2 separate regions of the Macaca mulatta genome follow, and region 2 is linked to region 1. A link is a contact called in public Hi-C data. All regions are on one chromosome and are shown on one strand. Each heading gives the region's core, a stretch centred on a gene start, on an enhancer-like site or on the middle of the called end of the contact. The rest is flanking DNA. Distances are from core to core; before and after follow the strand shown. Region 1 overlaps LOC144331481 (a long non-coding RNA gene). Region 2 holds the start of MCL1 (MCL1 apoptosis regulator, BCL2 family member).

Region 1 (4,957 bases), core at 763-3,262:
TAGAAGAGAGGAGGGGCTAGGCCCAATGACTCAGGCCTGTAATCCTGACAGTCTGGGTGGCTGAGGCAGGGGGATTGCTTGAGTCCAGGAGTTCAAGACCAGCCTGGACAACATGGTAAGAACTCATCTCTACAAAAAATGAAATTAGCCAGGCGTGGTGGCACACGCCTATAGTCCCAGCTACTTGGGAGGGTGAGGTAGGAAGATCTTGACCCAGGAGTTCAAGACTGCAGTGCACAATTACCATGCTTGTGAATGGCCATTGCACTCCAGCCTGGGCAACATAACCAAACCCCATCTCTTTAAAAAGGTGGGAAGGGGGTAATTAGGAAGCAAGCAATGTTGAGGTTCTAATAGATTGGTACCATAAACATGTGCCAATCCATATCTTTGTGATATTTTCTCTAGAAGCACCTAGCTCCCTGGGCACAAGAGCAGGGAAGACATTATTGTTTAGATCCTGGGTCGTGATTTGTAGATGGATAAAGTATACTAAGAAGGAAGCAAGGGGATGAAAGTGCTGGTGAAAGATTGTGTAAGGAATCTCTCTGATTATGGCTAGATAAGAAAATAGGCTAAGGAAGGGGTGATAAACTGGTCAAGCCAGGCGCAGTGGCCCACACTTGTAATCCCAGCATTTTGGGAGGCTGGGGTTGGTGGATCACAAGGTCAGGAGTTTGAGACCAGCCTGGCCAACATAGTGAAACTCTCTCTCTACTAAAAATACAAAAAATGATCTGGGTGTGGTGGTATTCGCCTGTAATCCCAGCTACCAGGGAGGCTGAGGCAGGAGAATGTCTTGAACCTGGGAGGCGGAGGTTGCAGTGAGGCAGGATTGCGCCATTGCACTCCAGCCTGGGTAACAAGAGCAAAACCCTGTCTCAAAAAAAAAAAAAAAAACTCTGGTCAAGAGAATTATTTGTTTCTTTCTTTATTATTTATCTATTTTTAAGAGAACCCTTTATAAAGTCAAAGAGCAGATGATTTAGAAGCAGAAATGATTAACCTGGAAGTTCAGCACATTGTAGCAAGAATATAAAATTTTAGATTGGAGCCAAGTGGTGGCTCATGCCTGTAATCCGAGCACTTTGGGAGGGGAAGATTGCTTGTGCCCAGGAGTTCGAGACCAGCCTGGGCAACAAAATGAGACCCCATCTCTACAAAAAAATTTAAAAATTAGCCATGCATGATGGCATGCGCCTGTGGTCCCAGCTACATGGGAGGCTGAGGTGGGAGGATAGTCTGAGTCCAGAAAGTGAAGGCTGAAAATGAGCTGTGTTTGCACTACTACACTCCAGCCTGGGCAACAGAGTGAGACTCTGTGTATAAATAAATAAAACTAAGGGAGTTTCTTCACATCCAGCTGTGAAAGTAGTTTGCTAATGTATCTGGAGTTTTGCTGTTATCTTTTGTTAAAAATCAACTTGCCAGGGTGAGATGGCTCACGCCTATAATGCCATCACTTTGGGAGGCTGAGGTGGGAGGATCACTTGAGTACAGGAGTTTGAGACCAGCCTGGGCAATGTAGGGACACCCTGTCTGAAAAATTTTAAAAAAAATTAGCCAGGCGTGTTGTGTGCCTGTAGTTCCAGCAATGGGAGGCTGAGGTGGGAGCATCAATTGGGCACAGGAGGTTGAGGCTGTAGTGAGCTGTGATTATACCATTGCACTCCAGCCTGGGCAACAGAGCAAGACCCTGTCTCAATAAATAAAATAAAGTAGCATCAAATTGATACATATCCTAGAGTAGTTACCTTTTTTTTTCTCTGAGCTCCAACAGGAAACAATAGTATTTACATTTTTAACTGAAGACAAAACTCTGCATAGGAGAAATTCAAACATCAGACATATGAGGGTGTTTTTTGGCAGAGGCAACTTACTGTCAATAAAGTCACCCCTGGTGAATGCCACCTGCTCACATGTACAAAAGAAAAGTCATATAGTGATCATGAGTCCTGGTTTGACCTTAAGGTCCACGTCTGAAGTGTCGTTTATGATTAGGGAAGTCTGAGTCATCCTTAGGCTTCCTCTATTGCATTTGAGTCATTTCCTTTTCTACAGACCCAAACTGTACAGCCCAGGATATTTCTTAAAAGAAATATCCAGGCCGGGCGCGGTGGCTCAAGCTTGTAATCCCAGCACTTTGGGAGGCTGAGACGGGCGGATCACGAGGTCAGGATATCGAGACCATCCTGGCTAACACGGTGAAACCCCGTCTCTACTAAAAAATCCAAAAAACTAGCCGGGCGAGGTGGCGGGCGCCTGTAGTCCCAGCTACTCGGGAGGCTGAGGCAGGAGAATGGCGTGAACCCAGGAGGCGGAGCTTGCAGTGAGCCGAGATCTGGCCACTGCACTCCAGCCTGGGCGACAGAGCGAGACTCCGTCTCAAAAAAAAAAAAAAAAAAGAAATATCCAAAAGTACAGAGTTTTGGAACTAAAGGGACATTTGAGATCATTGAGTTCAGTATACTCGTTTTACAAATGGTGAAACTGGCCGGGCACGGTGGCTCAAGCCTGTAATCCCAGCACTTTGGGAGGCCGAGACGGGCGGATCACGAGGTCAGGAGATCGAGACCATCGTGGCGAACACAGTGAAACCCCGTCTCTACTAAAAAATACAAAAAACTAGCCGGGCGCGGTGGCGGGCGCCTGTAGTCCCAGCTACTCGGGAGGCTGAGGCAGGAGAATGGCATGAACCTGGGAGGCGGAGCTTGCAGTGAGCTGAGATCCGGCCACTGCACTCCAGCCTGGGCGACAGAGCGAGACTCCGTCTCAAAAAAAACAAACAAACAAACAAAAAAAACAAATGGTGAAACTAAGGCCAAGAGGAGCATGTCCTTGGCCTGATTGCACAGCCTCTGTTGGGCAATTTTGCCTATATCAAGAAGGGTATAGGAAAATATCCTATTCTCTAGAACCACCTGATTTCACAGCAAATCTGGATTCTGGCTTGAATTTATTTCTGTCAGAAGTAAACTAAAAATATTTGGTGTGAAAGTCTGAGAGGGACTCAGGCCCCAGGGGAACAAGCAGGCATCTGTGGTATATCCCCCTCAAATGGTTTTTTGTTTGTTTTAGACAGAGTTTTGCTCTTGTTGCCCAGGCTGGAGTGCAGTGGTGCAATCTTGGCTCACTGCAACCTCTGCCTCCTGGATTCAAGCCGTTCTCCTGCCTCAGTCTCCCGGGTAGCCACCACACCCGGCTAATTTTTTGTATTTTTAGTAGAGACAGGGTTTCATCATGTTGGCCAGGCTGTTCTTGAACTCCTGATCTCAGGTGATCCACCCGCCTTGGCCTCCAAAGTGTTGGGATTACAGGTGTGAGCCACCAGGCTCGGCCCCCCTCAAATGGTTTTATCTGTCACACTGGTGCCCCTGCAATGGACAAAGGAGACGTTTCCTGTAGGACCAGCATCTCTGTACTCAGGTTTTTCAGTCTTGGAACTGCTGACATTTGGGCCAAGTAATTCTTTGTTGCAGGGACTGTCCTGTGCATTTCAGGATGTTTAACAGCATCTTTGTCCTTTACCCATTAGTTGCTTAATCAGAACAATCAGAAAAGTCTGGGCCCAGACATTGCCAGTTGACCCCTGGAGTTGCCTGGTTGAGAATCACTGTGCTGACTTAAGAAAGGGGCTCTTGTTGTAATCCCAGCACTTTGGGAGGCTGAGGTGGGCGGATCACAAGGTCAGGAGATCGAGACCATCCTGGTTAACACAGTGAAACCCCGTCTCTACTAAAAATACAAAAGTTAGCTGGGTGTGGTGGCGGGCATCTGTACTCCCAGCTACTCGGGAGGCTGAGGCAGGAGAATGGCCTGAACCCGGGAGGCGGAGCTTGCAGTAAGTGGAGATCGCACCACTGCACTCTAGCCTGGGCAACAGAGAGAGGCTCTGTCTCAAAAAATAAATAAATAAAAGGTGGGGGTGCTCTTGTAACTCGGGTTTGGGCCCATTTAGTCCTCATGGCAGTATCTATACTTATTCCTGCATCCCCATGCCTAGCTGCCTTTTTCTCACCTTTCTTTCTGAGGCTACCACACCTTTATCAGATGAGATCCTCCAACCTCTTTTTACCCTCAGTATCTCCAAAAGTGCCACCTGGGTTGAAAATGAGAAGCAAAAGCATCTACCCTTCCCCCTCTTGCACCAAGGGTGTCCCTTATTAGATAGGAATTTACATAATTGGTAAAAATAAGATATCATGGGCTGGCCACAGTGGCTCACACCTGTAATGCCAGCATTTTGAGAGGCTGAGGCAGGAGGAATTCTTGAGCCCAGGAGTTTGAGACCAGGCTGGGCAATATAGTGAGACCTTGTCTCTACAAAAAATTTTAAAATTAACTGAGAGTGGTGGCCGGCGCCTGTAGTCCCAGCTACTCAGGAGGCTGAGGCAAGAGGATTGCTTGAACTTGGGAGGAGGAGGCTGCAGTAAGCCAAGATCACACCACTGCCCTCCAGCCTGGGTGACAGAGCCAGACTCTGTCTCCAAAACAAAAGACAAAGTGCGTACAAGGCTCAGCTCTTAACTATGACTGCTATGAATCAAGGAAAGACCCCTTCCTTGAGGGTGTGCTGGGAGAGGGGGATAGATGAGAGCATACCAAGAGAATCTGCCTTTTTTGCGCAATTTCCCCTTGACTCAGCGGTCACACTTCCCTTCCCCAGCCCACACTTGTCCTCACCAGTGCCTGTATTTAGAAATGCAAGCCGGTGTTGTCATAGAAAAACAGAAACCAGATGGTTGCTATGGAGATTTGTTTAAATACACCTAGAACATGGCCCAGACTCTGGCAGTGGTGAGTAGCAATTCTTACTAGGACCTGCATTTTTCTTCCTCTTAATTTGCTATTTCCCCAGCCTTTTCTATTCTTGCTACATTTTCATGCTTCTCACTCCTGCTCCCAAATGCCACTTCCCACCTACCAGTACTGTTCTTAAACATCTCCTGTGTCTCAG
Region 2 (4,957 bases), core at 972-3,471, 43 kb after region 1:
CAGGCTAGAGTGCAATGGCACAATCTCGGCTCACCGCAACCTTCGCCTCACAGGTTCAAGTGATTCTCCCGCCTCAGCCTCCCAAGTAGCTGGGATTACAGGCACATGCCACCACAGCCTGGCTAATTTTGTATTTTTAGTAGAGATGGAGTTTCTCCATGTTGGTCGGGCTGGTCTCAAACTCCTAACCTCAGATGTTCCGCCCATCTTGGCCTCCCAAAGTTCTGGGATTACAGGCGTGAGCCACCGCGCCAGGCCTCATTTTTTTTTTTTTGAGACCGAGTCTCACTCTGTTGCCCAGGCTGGAGTGCAGTGGCACTATCTCGGCTCACTGCAACCTCCGTCTCTCAGGTTCAAGCAGTTCTCCTGTCTTAGCCTCCAGAGTAGCTGGGATTACAGGTGCGCACCACCACACCCATCTAATTTTTGTGTTTTTAGTAGAGACAGGGTTTCGCCATGTTTCCCAGGCTGGTCTTGAACTCCTGGGCTCAAGCAATCCACCCACTTCAGCCTCCCAAAGTGCTGGGATTACTAGCATGAGGCACAGAGCCCAGCCTGTAATCCCAACACTTTGGGAGGCCAAGGTAGGAGGATCACCTGAGCCCAGGAGTTCAAGACCAGCCTGGGCAAAATAACGATACCCCATCTCTACAAGAAATTAAAAAAATTAGCCAAGCCTGGTGGCATGCACCTGTGTTCCTAGCTACTCGCGAGGCTGAGGTGGGAGAATCACTTCAGCCCAGGAACCCAGAAGGCTGAGGCAGCAATGAGCCCTGATGGTGCCACTGCACTCCAGCCTGGGTGACAAGGCAAGACCTCATCTCAAAACAATTTTTTAAAAGTGAGCTTGCTCACCTTTCCTATGTCTCTCAGCACCTTGCTTTCGAATTTTAGCTATTATTTTTACAGATCTTTTAACAAAAAGGCTGCTTTAATTAATGTTAACATACGTGGCATATAACAGGATCCTTTTTCCCAAGGGCTTTACAAACCTCTAGAGTCAAATGTGCCTTACTATCAGCACCAAAATAAATAGTGTCAACCGGGTGCAGTGACTCACGCCTGTAATCCCAGCACTTTAAGAGGCTGAGGCAGGCGAATGACCTGAGGCCAGGAGTTCAAGACCAGCCTGGCCAACATGGTGAAACCACGTCTCTACTAAAAATACAATAATCAGTCGGGCGAGGTGGCTCCCAACTGTAGTCCCAGCACCTTGGGAGGCCGAGACTGGCGGGTCACTTGAGGCCACGAGTTCGAGACCAGCCTGGCCAACATGGTGAAACCCAATCTCTACTAAAAATACAAAACCTAGCCGGCTGTGGTGGCGCACGCCTGTAATCCAGCTACACGGGAGGCTGAGGTATAAGAGTCGTCTGAACGTGGGAGGTGGAGCTTGTAGTAAGCCGAGATCACGCCACTGCACTCCAGCCTGGGCAACAGAGCTAGACTCTGTCTCAAAACAAACAAAAATGTTGTCAAGACTCTCAGACGAGTTGCTAATGGAGTAAGGCCTATATGTAAATAGCGCCAGACTATGCAACAGAGATGGAAGAAGCAAGCAGGGAGGCAGGAATAGTTTAGCCGTGGCAGTTTTAGCTTAGTCCACTTATATAAATGGTTCTTTAGGGTAGTACATGGAGCATCCTCATTTCCAAACATCGAACTGAGAGCTGTGCAAAATAACTCCAAGTTCCCAACTATGCCCCCTTAATTATCCCTATCATCTAAGACTGTTGTTCCTATCCATCACTGAACTTCCTCGTCCTCTTCCTTCAACCCCTGTTAGTCAATGGTTGAAATTTTGATTTGGTAAAAAAGCTCTGGCAAAAACCAGTAAAAGGGGCTCGCGAATCAGGTCTCAGGGAAGCACAGAGGTAGCCACTAGAAGGCCCGAGGTGCTCATGGAAAGAGCTCGAGCCCAGGAGCTCGGAGCCGCCGTTACGTAACCGGCACCCAGAACCTCCGAAGACCGGAAGGCCCCGCTCAGGCCCCGACCCCGCCCCGGCCCGGCAGCCGGTAGGTGCCGTGCGCAACCCTCCGGAAGCTGCCGCCCCTTTCCCCTTTTATGGGAATACTTTTTAAAAAAAATTAAAGTTCGCTGACGCCACCCAGTAGGACTAGCCGCCCTAAAACCGTGATCAAGGAGCTCCTCGCCACTTCTCACTTCCGCTTCCTTCCAGTAAGGAGTCGGGGTCTTCCCCAGTTTTCTTGCCAGGCGGCGGCGGCGGCGGCGACTGGCGATGTTTGGCCTCAAAAGAAACGCGGTAATCGGACTCAACCTCTACTGTGGGGGGGCCGGCTTGGGGGCCGGCAGCGGCGGCGCCACCCCTCCGGGAGGGCGGCTTTTGGCTACGGAGAAGGAGGCCTCGGCCCGGCGAGAGATAGGGGGAGGGGAGGCCGGCACGGTGATTGGCGGAAGCGCCGGCGCAAGCCCCCCGGCCGCCCTCACGCCAGACGCCCGGAGGGTCGCGCGGCCGCCGCCCATTGGCGCGGAGGTCCCCGACGTCACCGCGAGCCCCGCGAGGCTGCTTTTCTTTGCGCCCACCCGCCGCGCGTCGCCGCTTGAGGAGATGGAAGCCCCGGCCGCCGACGCCATCATGTCGCCCGAAGAGGAGCTGGACGGGTACGAGCCGGAGCCTCTCGGGAAGCGGCCGGCTGTCCTGCCCCTGCTGGAGTTGGTCGGGGAATCTGGTAATAGCCCCAGTACGGATGGGTCACTACCCTCGACGCCGCCGCCAGCAGAGGAGGAGGAGGACGAGTTGTACCGGCAGTCGCTGGAGATTATCTCTCGGTACCTTCGGGAGCAGGCCACCGGCGCCAAGGACACAAAGCCAATGGGCAGGTCTGGGGCCACCAGCAGGAAGGCTCTGGAGACCTTACGACGGGTTGGGGATGGCGTGCAGCGCAACCACGAGACGGCCTTCCAAGGTAAGGGGGTTCATTAATCGCCAAGGCCTCACTCCCTTTTTTCCATCTCTCCCTGGACTCACCCGCCGAGGGTGGGTGGAAACCGAAACGAGTCAGTGTTGAAACGTGTCTCATCCTATTCCTGAAACCAGAATATTCTGGCCTTGAGTCATTGTTTCCGCCCATCTTGATTCTTTTGGAAATGGCAGCTCTTGTTCAAAGACCGGAAAGGGTGGGATGTCAATTCCAAGTGGGGTCGACCTGAGTTCTATAAATCCCAGTAGCCACTTTCCCGCCGTGGGTGGGCAGGCGAATCTTGCGCCGGTTTAGACAAAGGAGGCCGTGAGGACCTGCATGCTTTTCTTCCCCAGGCATGCTTCGGAAACTGGACATCAAAAACGAAGACGATGTCAAATCTTTGTCTCGAGTGATGGTCCATGTTTTCAGCGACGGCGTAACAAACTGGGGCAGGATTGTGACTCTCATTTCTTTTGGTGCCTTTGTGGCGAAACACTTGAAGACCATAAACCAAGAAAGCTGCATCGAACCATTAGCAGAAAGTATCACAGACGTTCTCGTAAGGACAAAACGGGACTGGCTAGTTAAACAAAGAGGCTGGGTAAGTTTTCCTTAAGGATGAAAGGGGACTTGGAGTGGAAGTAGAATGAAGGATTTATTTAGAGAGGTGGGGATATCTAAAGGTTTTTATGACGCACGGCTGTTTGCAGGCTCTAACTAAAGGACCATTGTTTATTTGATAATGATTTAAGTAGTGGATCCTTAGAGATAGTGGTATGGCGGTCTTGAATTGTATCAAAAATCTTGGTTTTCTCTAGGCTATTTTTTGTTCCAGTTCAGTTGAATACTCTTCAGTGGATTCAAACCATGAAGAAATAAGTCACCAGGGGAGGATAGCTGAAATACATTCCTAAGGCGCTCCCTGTTTTAATTGAGAAGATACGGGGTGGACCTTGCGTTTTAAACAGAAACCCAGATCTGATGCAGGATGTACTTAACCACGTTGAGAAAAACTGATCTTCGCAGTTGAGGTGTTACTGAAATATTAGGTGGTGGAGATTTGAGAATAAGTGTTTTAGTCTTTTACTTCATGGGAACTCTGGAAGTCCCTTGGTTTGGATAAATCCTAATATGACCAAGATAGTACTGTAAAATGAAGTTTAACTATCATGGGTGCCCACTTAAGAAACTGAAGAACTTAGAAATGTCTTTTTTTTTTTTTTTTTTTTTTGCCCCAGGGTGAATAATAATTGGTTTACTGTTGTTTTAGGGGGGATCCTTAGATATTTTAATTTACCTTTTTTCTGGATAGTAGTGTTGTTAAGAGAGCAGAAACCCATACTTGAAAATGTGCTTGTCTTTTTTGTTTTGTAGGATGGGTTTGTGGAGTTCTTCCATGTAGAGGACCTAGAAGGTGGCATCAGAAATGTGCTGCTGGCTTTTGCAGGTGTTGCTGGAGTAGGAGCTGGTTTGGCATATCTAATAAGATAGCCTTACTGTAAGTGCAATAGTTGACTTTTAACCAACCACCACCACCAACCACCAAAACCAGTTTATGCAGTTGGACTGCAAGCTGTAACTTCCAAGAGGTGCACCCTAGCAACCTAGCCAGAAAAGCAAGTGGCAAGAGGATTATGGCTAACGAGAATAAATACATGGGAAAAGTGCTGCCCATTGATAGAAGAGTCACTGTCTGAAAGAAGCAAAGCTCAGTTTCAGCAACAAACAAACTTTGTTTGGGAAGCTATGGAGGAGGACTTTTAGATTTAGTGAAGATGGTAGGGTGGAAAGACTTAATTTCCTTGTTGAGAACAGGAAAGTGGCCAGTAGTCAGGCAAGTCATAGAATTGATTACCCGCCGAATTCATTAATTTCCTGTAGTGTTAAGAGAAGCACTAACAATGCCAGTGACCTGTGTAAAAGCTACAAGGAATAGAACTATGACTGTAAGCCTCAGTACTGTACAAGGGAAGCTTTTCCTCTCTATAATTAGCTTTCCCAGTATACTTCTTGAAATAGAAAGTCCAAGTGT

What was found. A called contact is a pair of places that touch in the nucleus more often than the background predicts.
Region 2: a Hi-C map of CD4 T cells shows a contact between it and region 1, with 3 times the contacts expected there. The contact joins the promoter of MCL1 here to the enhancer-like site in region 1. A contact is called at or near these places in 4 of 14 Hi-C or Micro-C datasets (CD4 T cells, blood, fetal cortical plate and 1 more).

Annotation. Positions count from the first base shown.
Region 1 is chr1:116,501,804-116,506,760 of T2T-MMU8v2.0, forward strand. LOC144331481 (a long non-coding RNA gene) reads left to right here. Exons shown (of 2, transcript XR_013398749.1): 2 at 3,277-4,728. Among named protein-coding and RNA genes, the nearest start is that of ENSA, 17 kb to the left of the region's middle. Within about 2 kb of position 2,013, at least 18 of the 40 cell types and tissues checked have an H3K27ac peak or open chromatin away from gene starts, as enhancers often do. A contact at or near this core is called in CD4 T cells and blood, where this site is marked.
Region 2 is chr1:116,544,673-116,549,629 of T2T-MMU8v2.0, forward strand. MCL1 (MCL1 apoptosis regulator, BCL2 family member) reads left to right here and starts at 2,222. Exons shown (of 3, transcript NM_001266501.2): 1 at 2,222-2,928; 2 at 3,279-3,526; 3 at 4,300-4,957. The coding sequence starts at 2,241. The coding sequence ends at 4,416.